Regions from separate parts of the Mus musculus genome. Here region 1 is linked to region 2. Evidence: chromatin contacts called from public promoter capture Hi-C data. All regions are on one chromosome and are shown on one strand. Each heading gives the region's core, a stretch centred on a gene start, on an enhancer-like site or on the middle of the called end of the contact. The rest is flanking DNA. Distances are from core to core; before and after follow the strand shown.

Region 1 (5,563 bases), core at 34-2,533, 170 kb before region 2:
TGTATGGTTTCACAGGAACACCTGAGATACAGTGAGAAATGTAATTTTCATATTCTCTTAAGCGCTACACCTTTCTGCACCGGCTCCCGGGATTTTAGAGATTTGTAACATCTTGCCAGATTCCACCTCCCACACCAGGCAAGTAAAATCAAGAGTCCAGTGCTATCTAGTCTCACCAGAGAAAATGTACTGAAGGCAAGGACATGAGCCATGCATTTTTACAGAGGTTGGCAAATTCTCACCAACGCTGCCACCTTTGGAATCCTCGATGCACGCATGTTCTCCATTTGCAACAGACCCAGATGCGCTCATCTTGCAAAAAAGGGTCCACATCTTGCCTACTCCTTCCTCAAACACTGAGGTTACTAGACAAATTTCAAACAATATATAACATATACACACACACACACACACACACATATATATATATATATGCCACAAAAAAGTGTATGGATGAATTTGGGGCATGGACACACGAGATTCTGGCAGTAAAAGACGACAAATATCAAGAGAAAAGACTCAATTCTCAGCCTGATCTTCCCCCACCCCATTGGGAATCCGGTTTGAGTCAGTGAAAGGTTCAGATAAATCCATTTCTTAATTCAAACCTCAACCCTGCTGTCAGGGAATCTCGGGTCCAGCTGGGTTTCCCACACCAGCGATGATGAAACAGCTTTACTGCAAAGTGGGAGAGGGATTCGCCCCAGCTGTCGCCAAGGTTAAACCCTTACTCATCCAGGGGAGTGCGGCAGGGGCGTCGCGGCTCGGGAACTCGCCCGCCTTCGACTAACATTTCAATTTTTGAAAGCCACAAAGAATGAGAGAGGTTGACAGGCCCAGAAGGATGGCTCGGGGCCCGAAGGGAGCAGGCAGGGGCGGCGCCGAGCAGAGATGGTGCCGGAGGGGGGGAGCCTGCGGCCCAGCGGTCCCCAGCCGCGCAGGCCTGGCCGCACCCCGTACGGCGCGCCGAGAGAGAAGCCCGGGCTTCCCGCGGAGGCGCAGGCCTGGCCGGAAGCGGGGAGGGGCGGCAGTAAGCCTGGCGGCGACAGTGAGCCTGGCCGCAGCCCGACAAGGGGCTTTGGGCTGGGGCCCCTGGGAGCCACGCCGCACTCACCGCGGAGGACTGGAGGGAGCAAAGGCGCTTCCGGGAAGATCAGAGGGCAGCGACTGCGTCCTTCCCGGGCTCACTCCTCAGGCGGGGCTGGCGGCAGCGGCGGTGGCAGCGACCGTAGGGGCAGTGGCGGCGGTGGCGGCGGCGGCTACCCGGCTCCGGAATCGGCGGCGGCGGTGGCGGCGGCGGCAGCTGCACTTCCGCTCTGGCCACCACTTCCGCTCTAGCCCAAGTCCCGCCCCACCCTGAGTCGATTCCTCATTGGGTGAATGAGGCACGGGGTTGCTCCGTCCTCCTGAAAAGGGCGGTGATAGCCAGGAGGAGGGGATGTCAGGGAGGACCAAGAGGGAGCGGTCGTGGGAGGACGCAGAGCCTGGGTGGGAGCGAGGAGGGGGCGGACGCAGGGAAAGGAAGTGGGGCGGGGGAGCAGGAAAAGGAGGAAGAAGAGAGGGCGGGGCCGAGGTGGCCGCCCCAGGGCTGGGATGTGTGAGAACAGGGCGGGCTCCGGGAGGGCAGGGTTCGGAAGCTTGGAGCGGTCTTGGTTGAGCCTAGGATCGTCTGTTCCTACCCAACCCTGAAAATAATTCTCACGGGGTCGGAGAGCCTAGCAGTGCTTTTAGCTGTGCGTTAAGGGAATGCTTGTAACTAAAGGAGAACAGACAGCCCTCCATTTTCAGTTAGTTCACCTTTCAGTCCTAAAAGGTACTTACTGTTCTTTTCCTAGACCAAGGACGCTTCATGAAGTACCAGGAACAGAACATTTCCAAGGTCTTAATAAAAACAGAAAAACAAAACAAAAAAACCAGTGTACATCAGTTCTTCGTTGAGATTCCCTGGTCCCCAAGTATCCTTCAAAGGGAAATCGTCAGAGACAGAACCCTGGGATCCCCAAACGGCTTTCAGTGTTACCTAAATTTTATTACTACTTCACTCAAGCCTGTTGACCCTTAAGTCTAGCCCTTCAAAATACCTCCACCACCACGCCTTCGTTCATTTCCCACAAATTCCGTGTGGCAATTTTCAGAGTGCTGGGGAGTACAGCAAGACTTGCGTCTTGAAGCTTACAGTTTTTAGAGAAAGAACAAAGTAATAGGCCTTTGTCATTTCTCCTTTTACCCTCACTTAGCTTAATGACAGACTTCAAATTCACCGCTTGACTCTCCAGCCCTGCCCCCATCAAGTACCAAATGATCTTTTCAATGTCATTCTGTGTCCGCTGCTTTGAAACCCATCGCTGATGGCTCCGACTTAATAGTTCCCTGGGCGAGACAATCAGAGCTCTGTCCTTACCCATTATCAGCACCCCAGTTCATTTATATAACTCCCCATCCTCCCAATGTACTGTTCCAGAATGAATAAACACTTTGAGTTAGCTGCTGTCTTAGCTAGGGTTTCTATTGCTGTGATGCTGGGGAGGAAAGGGTTTATTTGACTTACACGGCCAAATTATTCATTACCAAAGAAGTCAGGACAAGAACTCAAACAGGGCAGGAACCTGGAGGTAGGAACGGATGCAGAGGCCATGGAGGAGAGATGCTGCCTTGCTCAGCCTGCTTTCTTATAGAACTCAGAACCATACAAATCAGATTTCTATGGACAGAAAACTGCTGTCTACATTTCTATATGGTAGCTGGGACTATGGAGTGGCTGTCTACTTCAGATTGGGTGTGTATACACAGACTTTCTAGGGTATAAAGGTCATTTTCAAGTCTTTTGTACAGACATTTGTTCTTTAGATGCAGACCACATCAGTCCTGAACCAAGTACAACAACTTTTAACTTGAATGAGATTAAGAGTGCATTGTGTAGGGCTGGCGAGATGGCTCAGTGGTTAAGAGGGCTGACTGCTTTTCCGAAGGTCCAGAGTTCAAATACCAGCAACCACATGGTGGCTCATAACCATCCATAATGAAATCTGATGCCCTCTTCTGGTGTGTCTGAAGACAGCTACAGTGTACTTACATATAATAAATAAATAAACATTAAAAAAGGGTGCATTGTGTAATATATATATATATATTCGGAAGCTTGGAGCGGATATATATATCATGGATTTTATATCGGATTTTAATCAAAACCACTGAACTAGAACACTGGATGGGTTTCTTAATACCACAAGAACCTCATGGGGATTTGTTTTTGGTAGACCAAAGACCAGTTACAAATCCAGAGTCTGTTCAGAGTGCAGTAGCTCTAATATGACAGGACAGTCTTTTGCCTCCATCTAGACAGAAGCCTAATGGGTTAGAGGCTTCTAATGATTACGCCACAAGTTCCATCATCGGTACATGGAGTCAACAGAATTGCTCTTTGTCAGGCCTCCCCTAGTGCCTGCTATAGGGTTGCATGGATTAAATCCTTTCACCATCTCTGCATTCTAGGCCAGGGGTCAGCAAGCCACAACAATCAACTGATGGGTTCAAAGGTATATTCCAGTTTGCTTCTCTGTTGCTGAAATAGAAACAACTTGGGGAGGAAAGGGTTTATTGGTCTTCTATTTCCACAGTATAGACCATCACTAAAGAAAGCTAAGGCGGGAACCTGGAGGGAGGAACTGAAGTAGACACCATGGAGGAACACTGCTTATCGATCTCCTTCCCATAGCTTGCTCAGCAATGGACCGCTTGCCTAGGGGTGGCACTGCCCACAGTGGACTGGGCCCTTCCACATCAATCATTAGTCAAGAATATGGCCCACAGACATGCCCAGAGATAATCTGATGCAGGTGATCCTTCAGTTGAGGTCTCCTCTTCTAGGTGACTCTAGTGTGTGTCAAATTGACAAAAACTAAATAGCACAGGGTGGGTAAAGGACTAGCCTAATGGGCCAGCGATTACAGCAGTGTGGGAGACGGGCACATGGCCAGTCTCGGGACAAGAAAGAATGGACTGACTGGACGGTACATCATTCCAATACCTCCCTATTCCTGACTGCACATTTCTCTTCTTGATAACATACTGACATTCCTGTGATACATTTGTTACATTTGATGAGCAGTATTGATAAATTATCTTTAACCAGCACCGGTTTTCACATTGGACTGCATTCTCTGTATTTTAAACTCCCATAGATCTTGCCAAGCATGACAGATAATGTCACCTCTGTTTCTAAAAGTTTTACTGCCCTAAGAATCCCCTGCGCTTCATTCCTTCATCCCCTACTTTCATACCCTCAACTTCTGGCAACTACCTGACATTTTACACGGTAGCGTTTTCTGATTGACATTTTTCATGAGTCAATATGGTTTAAAGCTCCTTGGAGTTGTATCTTTGCTACTTTGTGTGTTCTTCTTTCTTCCACCCTTCTCCACCCCTTTTGTTCCAAATCCTTTCAACCCCCTAACACTAGATAGGAGATTTTTAAAAAGATAGAGGGTAAACAGGAGCAAAGTTAGTGTACACTGCTTCTTGCTAATTAGGGGGCATCGAGTTACTTGGGGAAAGTTTGATCTTTGTTGTCAGGATATCTAATTTCTTCTTTGCCCACAACTACTTAACAAACAACATCAACCAACCAACAACCCACACCCTCTCTATGGGACCCAGTATTTATATACTCTCTGAAAAGTCCCCAGAATTTTAAATGTCACATGACTGCAGAAACTATCTGCAGCTGGCAAAATCACACCCCTGCTAGAGCATGAGGCAAATCATAGTCAGCTGCTGTGGACAGTGTGAAGCAACCTCATATCCCACTCCTGGGATTAAAACAAAAACACTTCTTATTTCTGTATTTTTTAAAGAAACCAAGATTCTCACTACAGTTCCTTCATGTCTTTTTATAGCTAGTTAGCTCATTTCTTTTCATCATTGAACACTATTCCGTTAAATGAATATACCACAAATTATAATAAATAATTAACTATATTAATAATTAACTAATAAAGCTAATCTTTTTTTTAAAGACAAGGTCTCTTGGGCTGGAGAGATGGCTTAGAGGTCAAGAGTTCTGTCTGCTCTTCCAGATGTCTTGAGTTCAATTCCCAGCAACCACATGGTGGCTCACAACCATCTGTAATGGGATCAGATGCCCTTTTCTGGCCTACAGGTATACATGTAGAATGAACACTCAAATTCATAAATAAACAAACCTTAGAAAAAAGAGAGACAGAGTCTCTGACCCTTCAGCCCAGGGTGGCTTTGAACTCACAGCCATTCTCCTGCCCTAGTCTTCCAAATGCAGAGATTACAGGTGTGAAACATCACACCCAGCTCCTTCTTTTTTCTTTTCTCTTCTTCTTCTTCTTCTTCTTCTTCTTCTTCTTCTTCTTCTTCTTCTTCTTCTTCTTCTTCTTCTTCTTCTTCTTCTTCTTCTTCTTCTTCTTCTTTTTCGAGACAGGGTTTCTCTGTGTGGCCCTGGCTGTCCTGGAACTCACTCTGTAGACCAGGCTGGCCTCGAACTCAGAAATTTGCCTGCCTCTGCCTTCCAAGCGCTGAGATTAAAGGCGTGCGC
Region 2 (5,723 bases), core at 602-3,101:
GCTTAGCCTATGGAAGCAGCAGCCCCTCTGGCATCCTCCTCTCCTCCACCTTTGCTAGCCATTCTGTCCCCATATTCAAGCTGTCTCACTTGCTTTGGTCTCCCCAGACTAAGTAACTAAGTCTCTGGTCGCTGTCAGACCCTGATCAACATCGCTTCGCTGTTTCCAGGTTCCTTCCTCCTGCCCCAGTCCAGAGCCTGGAGCCCACAGCCTGCCTGGAAGATCCAGAATTCCATCCCCCGGGAAGGCTGTGGCCTCAGGTCCTCTCCATGACTACATCCCAGATGCCAATCAACTTCCCAGGACCAGGAAAGAATGGCTTCATAAATGTCACACCAGTGGCCAATCTAGGGCAGCTCTTCCTCAGCCCTTCAGAACCCTCCCCTCCCGGGGCCCAGGAGACCACCCAAGCTACCCTCTCCAGCACCATGTTCTGCTCAACACCTTTCAAGACTGGAAGCCAGTTGGTCCCAGGGAGGGAGATGTTTATACTCAACACTGCATTGGCTCAAGGCCTTAACTCGGTGATACTGGGAACTTAACATTTAGTGTGAGGTATTGCTCAGGTTAGGGTAGAGAGACACAGACTAGGGTTTCCTCCAGACACACCTATGTCTGCCCCAGGCTCCACCATGCAACTCTTCTATTGTTCTTTTTCTTTGCTGTGTGGCTTTGGGCACATTGCTTACCCTCTCTGAGTCTCCTTTGATCAAAACAGGACAATTTGTTATAAGACTGTTATAAATGTGCAAACGGAACTACTCACAAGCCAATTAAAAGATGCCCAATGTGAACCAAGGGACAAGGACATTTGCCACAGAGATGTCTCCTGCTCTCTCTGACCAGGGCCAGAGGTCACTGACTGCCTGAGGGCTAGCATGTTGTACCCTCATGGACTGTACTTTGCAATCAGACCCCAGCATCAACCTCTGTCCTGGTTCAGAGCTACACAGCACTCACATTTGTTTTAGTTTCTATGACACTGGAGGATCCCACTGTCCTCTTTTAGACACTCATCTAGGTCCAGGACCTATGCTATCTTCTGTGGATGCAGTTCTCCTTAGTGGTCTCCCCAGAAGCTTCATGAACATTGTACCCATTCAACTGAGGCTGAAGCTCAGAAAGGGTAGGACACTTGTCTGAGGTCACACAGCCGAACTTGCATGCCCAGAGAGGGAAGCAAGCCTGGGCACAGAGACCAGACTGTATCCAGTATAGGGTCTTTCCAAGAGTTCTAAGTTGTGACCATATATCTGTCCCACCACCCAGAATTCTGCTGTCATTCAAGACCAGGATGCCTTACCATTGAGAGAATGCAGAGGAAGGAAATGGCCAGAAGATGGATCAGTGGGTTGCCCCTCATGTCACCGTGTCCCTTGTGGAGCCAGCTTCAAACCTGGGAAGCAAGACCCGAGTCTTTTTTTATGTTCTGGAGGGAATGAGGTTCCTTCTAGGTGCATACAGAGAAAGAGAAAACGACAGACAGACAGACAGACAGACACACACACACACACACACACACACATTTATAGTCCTTACACCGGTTTCCATAGTCCCAGGAATAAGCCCAGTTACCTGAGGCCGAGGAGGCCACCAAGAAGGTGTCTGACAGTGTGTGAAGCCCAAGCCACCGCAAGTGCCAAGAGTTTAGGACAGGAGCCTGACAGGAGCCTCTCAGCTCCTCAGTTCCCAGCAAGAAAGACCTCCATCCCAAGCTACTGCCACAGCAGCTGCAGCCTCGCCAAGGCCCCTGTCCCAGCCCGGGGTCCTCTGGAGATCAGGAGCGTCTGTCAAATGCTCTGCAGATCTGACCCACGGTGTCCTGAGCCCTGAAGCTCAAGCTCTGGGCAGCCCAGACCCAGCCTGTGGTTTCTGGCAGGGAGACTGGCAGCCACCCAGAGGTGGGTGTGACCCAGAGCAGAGCTTCCCTGGCAGCCTGTCTGCTCTTGGCAACCAAGAGCCTCCCTATCCTCCTGGGCTCTGAAGGTGGCCTAGGGTGGCCAAGCCTAAGCAGACTGAGCCTACTGTGTGCTGGCACTTGCTGGTCTCTGCTGATCTGACTGAGCAAAATTGTCTTTGTTGGATTCTACCAGCTCTGAGGGGTTCTGCAGACCTGGAGACACAGCACAGACCTGGGGACCAGAGCCTGGGGCATGGGGTAGTAATGAAAAGTGTAAGGACCCCCTCCCTTGTTCAGACAAAGAGTGAGATACAACTTCTGAGGGAGATGCCAATTCTGAAAGCTAACAAGGCTCTGCGGTAGAATGTTCCAGAGGGAACAGCATGATCAAATGTCTGGAGGAGGGACCTAACATAGTAGCCTGGCATACTCAGTACAGAAGGTATCTAGTGGGCATGTGGCTTCCTGGGCACTGGACTGGGCAGGAATACGCAGAGAATAAAACACAGGATTCACATCACCAACTGTATCCATTGGGTACAGGGGATGTCCCTAAGGTCCTATCAACGAGTGTTGGGTAGAAGGACATGGGATTTAAAGATCAGGGTGTAGGGCTGGAGAGATGGCTCAGTGGTTAAGAGCACTGACTGCTCTTCCAGAGATCCCGAGTTCAATTCCTAGCAACCACATGGTGGCTCACAACCATCTGTAATGGAATCCGATGCCCTCTTCTGGTGTGTCTGAAGACTGCAACAGTGTACCCATATACATAAAATACTTAAATAAATAAATCTTTTTAAAAAAAATCAGGGTGTAGAGACATCTGCTGTGTTATATGTAGAAGCATCATCTGTCAATAAAAGGCTGATTGGCCAATGAGCTGAGGCAGGAAATAGAAGGCGGGACATCTTGGGGGGGGGGCGGTTGATTCTGGGATAAAGTCAGAAACAGGGTCTTAGGTGCTTAGAGAAGGCTGTGGCTCCCAACACCTCCACCAGTTACAGTGCAACACACCCATGAGCCCAGATCACAGGGGGCTAGCCTGGGCTACAAAGCAAGCCCCTATCTCAAAAGAAAACAAACCTGGAGGCTATATGCTCCCTCCGAGTCACATACAGACTCTGCCTACCACTGTGGGTAGAAGACAAATATCTAGCAAATAAGTCTATATGACCTGAGGGCCTGAGGGAGAAATGGCATGGCCACCTTGGGTCCTTGCTGTCTGTAGTTCCCTGCTTGATCCTTTCTATGTTTATCGAGACTAGACTATGCCACACGCAGGCATGACACCAGCGAGACTGGAAAGGCAGACCGCAGTCATTTGGTTAGGTAGCGTGGGCAGAGGTACGGCACACAGGACCTGAATCAGGCAGGTGTGGAGTGAGACGCCGCTGAGTTTTGGGGCTGGCACGCTGAAGTGGTGAATGGACGGCTGTTGGTACGCAGTCAACTCTGAGCCAGACTTGACACCCTGTCTTGGGTGCTCACCCGCTCCATGGCCGCACGGAAACTCTCTCAGACAGACCTACACAACGTCCACACTGATAATTGTCTATCTCCTGCCACTATCTCCAAGACCTGAGTTTGTGTAAGACAGTGATGTGCTCAGCTTGGCAGCCAGGCAAGGCTATGTGGCTAGCTTCCTGTTGTGAGTTACGCAAAAGCATTGGGTGCAAATTCTGAGACTGGTCCCTAAAGGGAAGGCCTTTCTTTTTGTCACTCTGACACTCCTTTCTTCCTCTGCTTCTGGTCAAAGGTGGGATAGTGATGTTCGTGGCTGCCTTGTACCATGGAGGTACCTTGAAGACAGGTCTCATATACAGAGGGAGGCATAAAAGAAGGAGATTGGAGCCAGGCAAGGGCAAGCATGCATGTCATCCCTGTATCTTTAAGGCTGAGGCAGGAGGATAATGAGTTTAAGTTTAGCTTGAGTTATATAGAAAGACCCTGACTCATAGACAAAAAGGAGAGGATGTATCCCTTATGGTGCCTAGAGCTACATATGTGTCCTGGATACTCCTTATAGATTTAATGTACATAATTAAGGGGGCAATAATATGTCCATATATATACATATGTATTAATATGTAACCAGTGTCTTTAATATGTATATATGTATATAGTCCCATAGACCCTCCTATTTGAGCTGACATGAGTTTGAGTATTCCTGGTTAGTTACTGTTGATGTAAAAACACCATTTTGTTGTTGGTGGTGGTGGTGGTGTCTGCATACCTGGAAGCCATGCTCAGTCCCACTCATTGCTATTCCATACTCCATCCCTGCCTGTTGATTTGTCTAACCTTGTCTCTCTCCTGCTAGAATGGCATCTTTACTGGCCTTGCTGTCTGGCTCCAGGCCTCAGACCACAGCAGCAGTGTCTGCTCTTCTCGCCTTTTCCGGGTCCTTCAGAACATACATAGATGCAGCTTTTGGTTATGAAAAGCTCTGTGAGATTAAAGTTCTTCTTTTCCCTGAAGACCGAGGACCTCATCCAAGAGCCGAGTCTGCTCCAGGCGTCATGAACACTGGGCTATTTTCCTCCCTTGATCCTCTGAGGCAAATATGCTGGCGAGTTCTCTGTGGTTGGTGTTTTCTCTGGGATAAACTTCCTGATAGCGAGGGAATGTGATTATTTTAACCTTGCTGGATTCAGCCAGTATTTTATTTAGTGTCTCCATCTGTTCATAAATGAAATGGGCCTGTAACGTTCTTTCATGGGCTGCCTTATCTAGCTTTTGTAACGGCGGACATTTATCAAATAGCTCACTTGACAGGTTCCCCTCTCTTTCCCCGTCTCCCTTGTAACCTGTACAACATAGGGACTGTCTCCTGCAGTTCAGCAGGGATTTACCATCAGAGCCCTGGAGCTGCTGAGTTGAGGCTGGGAAGGTCTTGACTGCCATCAGATCTGGAAATATAATGCTTCAACTTCAATTCTCCACTAGTCCTTGGGCCGATCTTTTGGCATGTCAGTGTTTGCGTGTCTGTGTGCATGAGAGCAGACTTGCACACCAGGGGGTACAGGTGAGGAGGCCGCAGGTCAAGGTTGAGTTTCCTCCTCTGTGGCTCTCCACCTTTTTTTTGAGACAGGATCTCTCTCTGAACATACAGTTGATGCTTCGCTAGGCCAGGATCCTCCTGTCTCTGCCTTCCAGGTCTGGCATTATAGGTGTGTACTGCCAGACTCAGCGTTATTATATGAGGTTTGAGGATTCAAATTCAGGTTCTCACGCTTGCATCCAGTACCTACAGGGTCATTGTCCCCTCTTTAGGTTCCTTATACCTCTCTAAAAATTGCTTGTTTCCTCAGGTTTTAGGTTTTCAGATGTACAACTATATCACTGGTTCACGGTGGCCTTAAATTACTTAACTTCTAGGTCCAGGTTATTGCTACCATTTTGCTGTTTATTTTCTTTTACCTGGTTGGGAGCGGGATGCTGAGGTTGGAACCCAGGGATGTGGGTAAGTGCTCTGCCCCTGAGACACACATTCCAGCCCTGTCTCTACGTTGTACCTCTGGTCAGCCTGCTCGGGCATGTGTGTCTGCTATTAATTTGGTCTTGTTTTGATGAATTCTTTTGATCTCAAGCTTGTTGATTTGTTCACAGAATCTCCTGTTGCAGACAGCACATTCTGTTTGGCCCTTTGATGCTGACTTTGTCTGCATCTTAAGCAATATTATGTGGATCACAGAAAGGGGAATGGGCTCCCACCCCTCAACTGGAGGCTGCATCTCCATAATGGATGCCTCCCACTACCCTGTCATGATAGGAGGGACAGGTTAGGTCCCTCTGTGGCTTTCCTTCCACATGTTCTGCAGGC

The links. Capture Hi-C pulls out chosen DNA fragments and counts their contacts.
Region 1: a contact with region 2 is called in a promoter capture Hi-C map of adipose tissue. The contact joins the promoter of Ywhab here to the promoter of Ccn5 in region 2. A contact is called at or near these places in 8 of 39 promoter capture datasets (the 3T3-L1 cell line, 3T3-L1-derived adipocytes, the HPC-7 cell line and 4 more), 4 of 115 datasets of contacts at active chromatin or transcription factors (embryonic midbrain, embryonic stem cells and pancreatic cancer cells) and 2 of 9 other capture datasets (adipose tissue and pancreatic islet).

Annotation. Positions count from the first base shown.
Region 1 is chr2:163,990,917-163,996,479 of GRCm38.p6, reverse strand. Ywhab (tyrosine 3-monooxygenase/tryptophan 5-monooxygenase activation protein, beta polypeptide) reads right to left here and starts at 1,283. Exons shown (of 6, transcript NM_018753.6): 1 at 1,115-1,283.
Region 2 is chr2:163,816,962-163,822,684 of GRCm38.p6, reverse strand. Ccn5 (cellular communication network factor 5) reads right to left here and starts at 1,851. Exons shown (of 5, transcript NM_016873.2): 1 at 1,576-1,851; 2 at 1,304-1,396. The coding sequence starts at 1,363.